Regions from separate parts of the Xenopus tropicalis genome. Here region 1 is linked to region 2. Evidence: chromatin contacts called from public Hi-C data. All regions are on one chromosome and are shown on one strand. Each heading gives the region's core, a stretch centred on a gene start, on an enhancer-like site or on the middle of the called end of the contact. The rest is flanking DNA. Distances are from core to core; before and after follow the strand shown.

Evidence for each region. Hi-C and Micro-C count contacts between places; a contact is called where the count stands out from the background.
Region 1: a contact with region 2 is called in a Hi-C map of neurula embryo, with 2.3 times the contacts expected there. The contact joins the promoter of stpg1 here to the promoter of cyp4f2 in region 2. A contact is called at or near these places in 3 of 5 Hi-C or Micro-C datasets (gastrula embryo, neurula embryo and tailbud embryo).

The regions. Positions count from the first base shown.
Region 1 is chr2:81,030,112-81,035,376 of UCB_Xtro_10.0, reverse strand. stpg1 (O(6)-methylguanine-induced apoptosis 2) reads left to right here and starts at 2,227. Exons shown (of 8, transcript XM_031896897.1): 1 at 2,227-2,504. The coding sequence starts at 2,489. It overlaps nipal3 (NIPA-like domain containing 3), which reads right to left and starts at 1,185. Exons shown (of 12, transcript NM_001016927.2): 1 at 1,086-1,185.
Region 2 is chr2:80,839,170-80,844,361 of UCB_Xtro_10.0, reverse strand. cyp4f2 (cytochrome P450 family 4 subfamily F member 2) reads left to right here and starts at 3,367. Exons shown (of 13, transcript NM_001016020.2): 1 at 3,367-3,405; 2 at 5,116-5,192. The coding sequence starts at 5,117.

The DNA.
Region 1 (5,265 bases), core at 978-3,477, 190 kb before region 2:
AGAGGATATGACAGAATAAATACACTGCCCATTTCCTTGTTTATTACCCAGTGGCATAAGAAGATACTGGGCCTCAAAGCAAAATCATTTTAAAGTCCCTTAAACTTCAGGAAAAATACATTTTTATGACCATATATTAACTATTATGGCCAGAGCACATAGCAGAAAAACACAATACCATTTCAAGGCATAATGCCAATAGAACACGAGAAATAAATTGCCAGTTCTATGTTTTATACCCCCAGAACACATGGCAGAATACTTAAAGTGCTAATTCTGTATATCACTGTTCCCCAACCAGTGGCTGGTGAGCAACATGTTGCTCATCAACCTCTAGGATGTTGCTCCCAGTGGCCTCAAAGTAGGTGCTATTTTTTGAATTTCTTGTAAGGAGGCAAATTTTGATTGCATAAAAACCAAGTATAATGCCAAACAGAGCCTTCTGTAGGCTGCCTGTCCACATAGGGACTATTAGGTAGCTAATTATAGCTCTTATTGGCACCCCCAGGAACTTTTCCATTCTTGTGTTGCTCCCCAACACATTTTCCATTTAAATGTGGCTCACGGGTATAAAAGGTTGGGGATCCCTGCCGTATATAATACCTCCAGTACACAAGGCAGAATAAAATTAGTGCCAACTCCCTGTTTAATGCCCAGAACACAAGGCAGAATAAATGCAGTGCAAATTCTATATTTAATAACCCCAGAACACACATCAGAATACTCACAGTGCCAATTCCATACATAATACCCCCAGGACACATTGCAGAACATATACAGTGCCAATTCCATATAAAGTAGAACACATGCCAGAATAAAAGCAGCGGCAATTATGTGTATAATACATGGAATCAGCGCCCTCCACCCCACCCCGTTTTGATGTGCCTGGTACACTTAACCATTCAGAGATTACTTAACATGCAGAGACTTTGTGCTATCTCAAGATCAAAACCTCTTTATGGTAAGGACAATATACATAACCTTCCATCCAGTGATGTAACTACTTGTCCCCACATCAAAACAATTTTCGACCCCCCCCAAACTTTAGGGAAAGCCATTTTTCTTAATGTACTGAAACTGCTTACCAGTCAATGTTCCAGAGCGCCCCCTACACAACCAACAGTCATCCGCTTCCGCCGCAGTTACTTCCCTGCTTTGATCATGTATAAGCAAGTCGGCTTCTTGCCACATACACATCTACAAAAAGATACATACGAATAGTTTTGAAGGGATTACCATTAGTTCCATTAGAGATACAAAGTTTTTTGCTTGTAACGTTTTACTTAAGGCTCAATCCCCCCAAACCATATACATTCACAAAGAACGTAAGAGCCTCTTCCTCACCTGCTTCTTCTCTCTACATCACTCACCGTCCGCATTCATAAACAGAATAACCTTACTTATCTGGTTGGATAATGCAGCTGTCAGTTACACACCCTTTGAGAGCGATCGGCATTTGATTGGTTCAAAGCCCCGCACCCAGCTCTTAAGGTGAATAGTCCGTCATGTCTGGAACTTAAACCAGGAAGTACAAGCGAAGGTGTTCTAGTGCTGCTCTCTTGTGATCGATATTTGCTGTAACAACTTAGTTACAACGCACAAACGTACTGACACGCATTCACACCCTATGTTAATGGACATCTGTCCCCAAATCGGAACATTTATCCTAGTATTATAGTATCCTTCATTATTGCAATAAAATACTGTTGGTTACAATTCGCAGGCAATTTAATTTTATTTAATTCTTTTCCACAGTAGGCATTTTCAGTTTCTGAAAGTGGGTTTGCCAATTTCAATTAATTATCACCAGGGACACTCACTGTAAGACAGGCAGAGGGATGGGGTATGAAAAACAACGTTTTGTGTAACATGCTGGTATGTGGCTGCTAGAGATTTATTCTACGTCACTTTGTACTCGAATTGACAACTCACTGCTTGCCTGCAATGGAAAGGGATGGGAGAACTGGGCAAGGTTCAAAAGATTATCAGCGCATTTGATAAGAATTCCTTTAATGCATATGCCTGGGGAAGGGAGCATTGGATTAAAAAAGGAATGGGATGCAGCAAGCCTCAGAAAAGACAACACTAGAAGCCGAGAAACCGTTCTGTAAGATGTGAAATGTACCCCTGCGTCAGTCAAAGCACAGCTGTGTACGCATGTCGGTGACGTGGTAACCAGCTGTCTGAGCGAATGGGTGCACTAAACATTGGCTGAGCAAGATGGCTGCCAGTGAACTTCCGCTTCTTATTTGCGCGGCACTATACAAAGTTTAAAGCAGCCAAACTTACTCTTTCTGGCTCAGGAAAACTGCAGCTACAATGTAGTCCGATAATCATTTGCGGTACTTAGGAAAATAGCTGAGGTTTGTGGATTCGATGTAACTGGCAGTGTTGGGTGTAGCATCATGGCCGGATATGGGTGTGCCATTAGGTTGCTAAGCAACCCTGCTACACATAGAAGTGACATGGTGCGTGGGGTGCGTTCAGAATGGTAGCAGTGGAAGGTATGTTTCACATGTGAGGGGAAATTTCAGATTGAAATGATGCATACTGTGTTAGTGTGAAAACGTGTAACGTAACTGGGGTATATGCAAAAGTTATATATGTATATGTGTTGTTTTTCAAGTCAATATGTTTATATATTATTCCTAAATTTAAAAAATGAATTCCGTGGTGGCCCTGTTTTTTACCTTCAGGGACTGTCGGCAAAAGGTGTTGGGGTACATAAACCATGAGGTGGTTTTGTTGCTGCAATGCTGTGAATTTAATTACATTTCCTATTCCTGGACTGCAGAGCACTTCTTGGGTTGAATCTTAAACTGAACACACACAAAAAATCACAATTTTATTGTTCATGTGACAAGTCACATCAAAATTGTTTTCCCCATTGGAGGTGTTCTGTTAGGGTGAACAGTTTTGATATGATAGATGCTCTTTAATGCTGTCTAATTGATCTTGTCATTAACAACACAGGGTTTTTCAGATTCTATTTTTTATGGTTATAGCGACATCTGTTGGCTGATCTGGCTAAACAGACAATTAAAATTATTTACATTTCGTTTTTCTACCCTCTTCTTTATATACATGTTTTTAAAGGAGACATATCCTATAAAAATTATGAATGTACCAATGAATTATACTCCTCTAGATATAGAAGGATTGTGCTTAAAAAAGTTGTGTTTCTGACTGATTTATTGAGAAATCCACCCAAAACCCCACTAGCCCCGCCCATCTGTGCCACTTCCTGCTGGCTGAATTCTCTGGATGAGCTGGGGAGCCGGCGGCCCTCCATACCCTGCACTGTAGGATAGGAACCAATCAGCAGCTAGGCTGACCTGATAGGGAACTGAAGCCTGTCTTTGCTTGTGTGATTGCAGGGCTGTGATTGGCTCTCCCCCTCCTACTGTGCTTCTGGCAGGGACTGTTAGGACACACCCACTCTCCATTTCAAACTTGGGCAGAGAAGAGATAGGATCTATAGGGAGCTCCAATAAAGGGGCCATTGTTACAGATAGGATTAATGTTTAGCCCAAAGGGAAACCAGCACCGAATATTATTCATAATTGCCTACAGGGTTAGGGGTTTCCCATTTATCAAATATGTCTCCTTTAATAAAGTTCTTAGTAACTGACAAATCTCACACCTCTTTTTGCAATAAATGATTTGCTCCACCCGAAATCTATTTTTGCATACTGAAAGAAAATGTAATTCTAGACAACTTTCCTATATACGGTAATTATGTTTTTTCAGTGTTTTAAAAGCTATCTGTAAATGTATTTGCAGTGTCGCAAGCCAGCCAGCCAACCAGCCAGGTTTTATTTTTTTTAAAAAAAAGCTGCTACACTAGGCACAGGCCTTTGGGTGCCTATATATAAATAAGACCCTGATGCTCACCCTGTAACATACAATTAGGTGTTAACTTATTTATTAAAAATCAAATCACACCCCAAAGCTGATTTCATCATCTTATCTCCTACATGTCCTTAGGTACAGAAATAAAACATTGTGAATATGAATGATGGGTCTTCTGAGCAGTTTAATACCCTGTATGATTTAGAAGTACAAAAGTTAGTGGCCAGTTTATTAAAATTTAAGTTTGCGCTTTTTTTCAATTCACAAAAAAAGTAGCAAAGAACTCAAATCTTGAGCAGCAAGACAAAACTTGGCAAGTAAATGCTGCTAAGTTTCTACAGAAGTCAACAGGAGTTTTTTGGCCAAAAGGCTATCAAATAAAAAAAATGTGAAAACAATTTTTATGTGTGCAGTGAATGTGCAAAAGCCCTCCTCCTCTTCCTCCCAAAAAAGTGTGTGTTTGTGTAAACATTGTGTGCATGCTTAGTACTAGGTACAGGCTGGCATACTCTGGAGGACTGCCAGAACAAGCAAGAGAGCCATCATGTGGCCCAAGATGGCAAGAGGTGCTGCAGGGGGTCAGGATGTAGTTTTAAAAGCAGTGGTTTCCATGTGTCTGCTGATCATAGAATCTACGGTATTTGGCACTTTTATACCTTTATCCACACATTGTTCAGTCTACAATCTGTGACGCTTGAAGGGTTTATATTGTCTGATCTTTTGTACATGAGGATTATAGAAACCATATTTTCAGTTACATTTCCTTGATGTACTCTGTGTCAACTCAATTCTCACTGTCCAGCGCTGTGGTTTGTCAGAAAGTGCCAGTCATAAAACACATCAAAGAAAAGTGACTGGACATATGTTTCTAGTCATCTGTGAACCCAGTGGAGCATGAACTGTCAATCAAACCAGAGAAATGCAAACAAAACTTTGAACACAATGTGCACTGCTTCTGACCGCCCACATTGAATCAACAGTGTAAATTCACTTCTTAGAAAAGCAGCCAAGTTTGTGATATGTGGAAAGCTGTTTTTCCTCGCTTCAGTTACGTGTACCTGCTCATAACTATTTTTTTTAATTAATTCATGTATCAGAGTTACTGATCTGGGTTTCTGACTTTATGATGGTAAAGAGAAATGGCATCAATATCAATCACCACTTGATAACATACCTCCCAACTGTCCCAATTTTCGTGGGACAGTCCCGATTTTAACAGCTCAGCCATAAGTCCTGGATTCTTTTTGAAAAGTCCCTAATTTCTCTTTGATCTCCTGCACTGAATGCCAAAAAACATACAAGGTTTCTCAAAGTTAAATGTAGAATATATTTTATATGGTGCTTTTATATATGGTCATGGCAGCTGCTATCTTTTAAACAGAGGGAGCTTCTGGGGCTGCTTACTCTGGTACC
Region 2 (5,192 bases), core at 2,118-4,617:
CAGTACTAGACTATCACTGGCTATCACTTGCTATCTACCTTAACTCTTACTCCTACAGCAAACTCTTAACATGCAAGTGCAAGGGCTCCCTTGTACACCTTTTTAAATAGGCTCCTAAAGGGAGCTCCCCCTTCAGGCCAAAGCTAGAGGTTGGTGCCATCTAGTGGACAAAACGCCAATAAAGCTTAAATACATATACAACTATATACATGCTGAAATAAATCCATATTTCATCTCCTTACACACCTTCTAACTGATGTGCTGGGGCTGATGGGGCCCACCAGTTTCCAGAAGGCTAGTCCAACCCTGTCTATTGGCTAGTGTTCCCTGTAACACATGGCAAATTGTTGCAATTTTTAAACACTTAGCCATTGTGAAAGATGTCTTCATATTACTTGCCCCACAGCTAACACTAGAGGGGCACAAGGGGCACAATAGTGGGATGTCTAACTGGGCATAAAAGAATATTAAGCTATTAGCCTGGATCAGGATGACAGTATAGCATAGTATGGGGTCAATTTAGTTTATTTAAAAAAAATATGCTTGGTGAGTTATTTTTAAGAATATCTAAGGTATCAATGTAGTAGAACCATCAGCTTTTAGTCTGGAGGTTAGATATAACCAAATTTTTTTGGGGGTAACAACCTCATTGCACCCCCGCCATGTTTTACATTTTATATAGGAAATCCTTTTATTTAACGATTGCTTCTGGAGTCTCGATTTCAGAAGAGCATTCGCTCTATTGCCTTTATAAAATGTCTCTACCTTTAATTTCCACAAGTTATTTTCATTTGATCTAGTAAAAATACACTTATCTCCTAAGAGACCACAATTTGTTTGAGATAACCTCAGAAGGAGAAATCTTGTTTAATCTTTCTAACTCTATCAGCTGCCTAGTTACTCTTGACAATCTTTGACCCCTTTGTTTCTTCAAAAAGGACCCCAATTTGATTAATTCCCCCCTGTTAACTTACTTATGGGCCCACAATAATGTTGCTATTGTAATATCTTCCATATCATTTAGATCAAAACAATCTTTGACCTTTTGCTCAATTAAGTCCTTCCCCATTTGAGTTGACAGTAATGTAGGGTTCAGCCGCCAGGGAGGAGATGGATTTTATACTTAAAAAAACGGGAGCGGGATCCAACCAAGTAATATTCCCAATTCTAGAATCTTTTATAGACTCCACTAAGTCCCTATCTATTAAGAAAAAATCGATTCTAGAATAGGTCTTATGAATCAATGTGTAGAATGTATAATCCCTCATTAGTGGATGTTGTATGCTCCACGGATCAAATAGTCCAAAATTATATAGGATATTACTCAGATCCATATAATTAATTGCAGTAGAAAATATTTTTGACCTATCTATTGCCAAATTCTCCACACTATTAAAATCCCCAGCAGTTATTAACCTACCTTTTTAGTTCTAAAATGTGTTAAATGCCTGACTAAGAAAAGTCTTTTGTCCCACATTAGGTTCATACAAGTTTGTTAATATAAATGGTAATCCATCAATTGTGCATAAAATAATTAGGCATCTAACCAGGGCATCTGCATAGTGTTGCTGGTACTGGTACTGAAAAATAACATTGTTGTTTACCAAAATCGATACCCCAGCCTTTTTTTCTGCCCCACCGCATGGTATATATTACGGTTTAGTTTTTAGTAATTTAGCACTATCGCTGGTAAAATGAGTTTCCTGTAGATATACAATATCAGGTTTTTGTTTAACAATCTCAAGTAAAAGAAATGACCTCTTGGCAGGGGAGTTTAACCCTTTACAGTTCAAGGTCATACAATTTAAAGCCATAAATAAAGTCTATTCCAATATTTATGCCCAGGGTAAATGTCCCACTTAACAAACGATACAGTTACCAATAAGAAATGTATTTTACCAAAATGATAGACGGCTACCTCATAATAAAAAAAAGCATAATACCCAATAATATCCATACACTCATAAGATAATAAACAATATATTATAGGAAAAAAAATTGAGAACATGATTCACCACCAGTTGATCCCATAGCATACATTTTAAGCAACTACTAATAACAGCGTAGGGCCCTTTAATTTAAAAAGACCAATGTTTGCTATAAATTAAGTAAAGGGTGGCATAACTTGCTAGTGCTACTGTATATAAATAAATTATGTTGATGATGACAGTTCAGGTATGGGACCTGTTATCCAGAATGCTTGGGACCTGGGGTTTTCCGCATAAGGGGTCTTTCCGTAATTCAGATCTCCTATCTTAAGTCTACTAATAAAATTATTATTTAAAATTAATTAAACCGAATAGGATTGTTTTGGCCCCAGTAAGGATTAATTATATCTTAGTTGGAACCAAATACATGCTACTGTTTTATTATTACAGAGAAAAGGGAAATCATTTTTAAAAATGTGAATTATTTGAATAAAATGGAGTCTATGGGAGATGGCCGTAATTCAGAATTTTCTGGATAATGGGTTTCCGGATAAGGGTTCAGATACCTGTACCTTATACTTGATACTAACTAAGCTACATAAATCCATATTAGTGGCAAAACAATTCAATTTTATCTTTAAATGTTTTTTTTAGCAGACTTAAAGGACAATGAAAGGTTAATATAAATTAAAAGTAAGTCTAAAGGCATTATTTTTAAGTACTTACTGCATATCTAAATTCCCAGATCCCTGCTTGCTTCTCTGAGATATGGTGCTGGCAGCCTACAGCAGTGTGAAGACTACAGTGACATCACTGAAATCTCTCTCCCCTTCCTGTAGGCTGCCAGCGGCAGCCTTCCTATTCTCTGAGCATGTGTGTAACTTGATCCTGTCTCCTGTTCTGAGCTACACATGCCCACCAGCCAATCAGAAGCGGATCTGCCAGAGGGGAGGGGGGGAGGGAATGAAACATGTGCAGTATGAAGCAAGGAGGGAAAGGAAGGGAGAATACCTTTTTAGAGATGGCTGCCTGTTCTAGAAAATGTGAAGTAAGTGTGACTGAGTAAATATTTGATTAGGTGAGCCAAAAGTGTGGTGTTTTTACTAAACAATAGGAGGACTATTGGGCAGTATGCTGTTTACATTTTGACTTGCATTCATTCTCCTTTAAGGTATGGTGAAATGATATGAAAATATCCCTTATGCACAATCCCTGATACAAAATATTCTGGATAACAGATCCAATACCTGTAAAGTGAAAATGTAACAGGACACAACTGCACTTTGAGATACACACCACTGTGAGGCAGCAATTCCCAACCAGTTCAGAGACAGATCTACACCTGTAAGATTGGCTGAAAGCAGGCCGTGCCCAGAGCAAAAGGCAGTGTAGGAAGTCAACAAACAAGATTCACAGAGGTGATTATATATTGTTGGAATATAGACTGTGTTTCTGCTGGATCTCTCCTGATTGCTAGGTAAGAAACTTCAATCCTTGTAACTGGCATAAATACTGATTCAGGAAAGGTTTATGGTTTATTTTACTTGAAACCAGTTATACTGTTAAATATTTTGTATGTAACTTATAAATTCAAAAGTGTGTTTCCCCTGTATGTGTGGAACCAATTTTTGAAACCCAGACTGTATTTATCAATTTGGGTATACATTTTCCATGCAAAATTCCAGCATAATTCCAAGACTGCTTTGAAAAAAAACAAAGATCTTCTATTGCTGTTTTTAAAGCTGGCAGGGATAATTATGATTCAGGAACATGACACCATACCTCCAAACTGTCCCGCAGTTTAACCCTCAGTCCCGTATTCTTACTGAAAAGTCCCTCATTTTCTTTTAATCTCCTACACTGAATGCTAAAAAATATACAAATTTAATTAAAAGTAGCTTTTGGCAGAGAGTCCAGAAATCTTAATGAGCATCACCTGCACTTAGAAACATTGTTTATCGCTTTTAGGCCGATGTCAGATGAGGTGTAGGGCAGATATTTTCGGCAAGCAGAAAAACGCTTGCAGAAAATACTGCCCTATGCCTCCAAAATGTGCCTGCACCTGATTGAATGGAATACGCTCGGGTGCAGGCACATGTAGCCGAAATATGCATAAAAACGTGAGGCTTTCAAACTCTTGTGTTTTTAAGCGTATTTCTGCTACATGTGCCTGCACCCGAGCTTATCCTGTTCATACAGGTGCAGGCACAAGTAGGAGGCATAGGGCGGGATTTTCGGGAAAGCACTTTTCCGCTTGCTGAAAATATCCGCCCTACGCCTCGTCCGGCATCAGCCTTAATTAAATAAGTAGGTTTTGGCAGAGAGCCCAGAAAGGTAAAAATCCCCACCTGCACTGAGACACAATTGTAACTAATAAGCTAAACAGGTCTCTTAGCGGAACTGAGACTTGCAGCATAAGGCTGATGCCACATGGGTGTATTCTCGGCAAGCTGAAAAACGCTTGCTGAGAATATGCTCCGCTACTGTAGGTTTCGCTTACCTTATGCCTGCACCCGAACGAATGAATGAAATACGCTCGGGTGCAGGCACATGTAGCCGATATCCACCAAAAAACGCAAGACTTTGTATCTTCGGCGGATATCGGCTACATGTGCCTGCACCCGAGCATATTTCATTCATTCGTATGGCAGTATTTTCGGCAAGCGGTTTTCCGATTGCCCAAAATATACGCCATACACTCAGTGTGGCATCAGCCTAAAGAGCAATTTCACCTTTTTCAGCAAAACTGTAATAACACATAAAACAGGACCCCAAAACCACCAGAAATGTGTTCAAACTTTAAATAACCTGCCAAATCTAGTCAAATGGGAGGGGCATTTAGTGCCCCTGAGCTAATGCCTGCCTAGCACTATAAAACTGTCTAAATCTGCTAATATCTCAGAAACTGCTTAAAAATAAAAAAATAAACATAAAGTGCAAAAGTGTTTAGAGGACTGATCTGAATATTTTTATATCAATTCATGTTTAGATCCCGTTTTAAATAAATACTGGCACAAATGTTTATTTATCGAATCATGATATGACTTTACTGCTGTGAACATAACAGCATTTAAGAAAATGATTTATTAGTAAACGACATATAAGACATGGTCAACCTACTATAGCGGCCAATCAGCAATCAGTTTTAAGTTTCTGCTTTTTCTTGTCTTTCTCTCTCTCACTTTAGGATGTTGCCGTTTTTGGACCATTTTCTGGACTCCCTAAATATGAGTCGCACATCTTTCCGAGTTTATATTTTTGCTG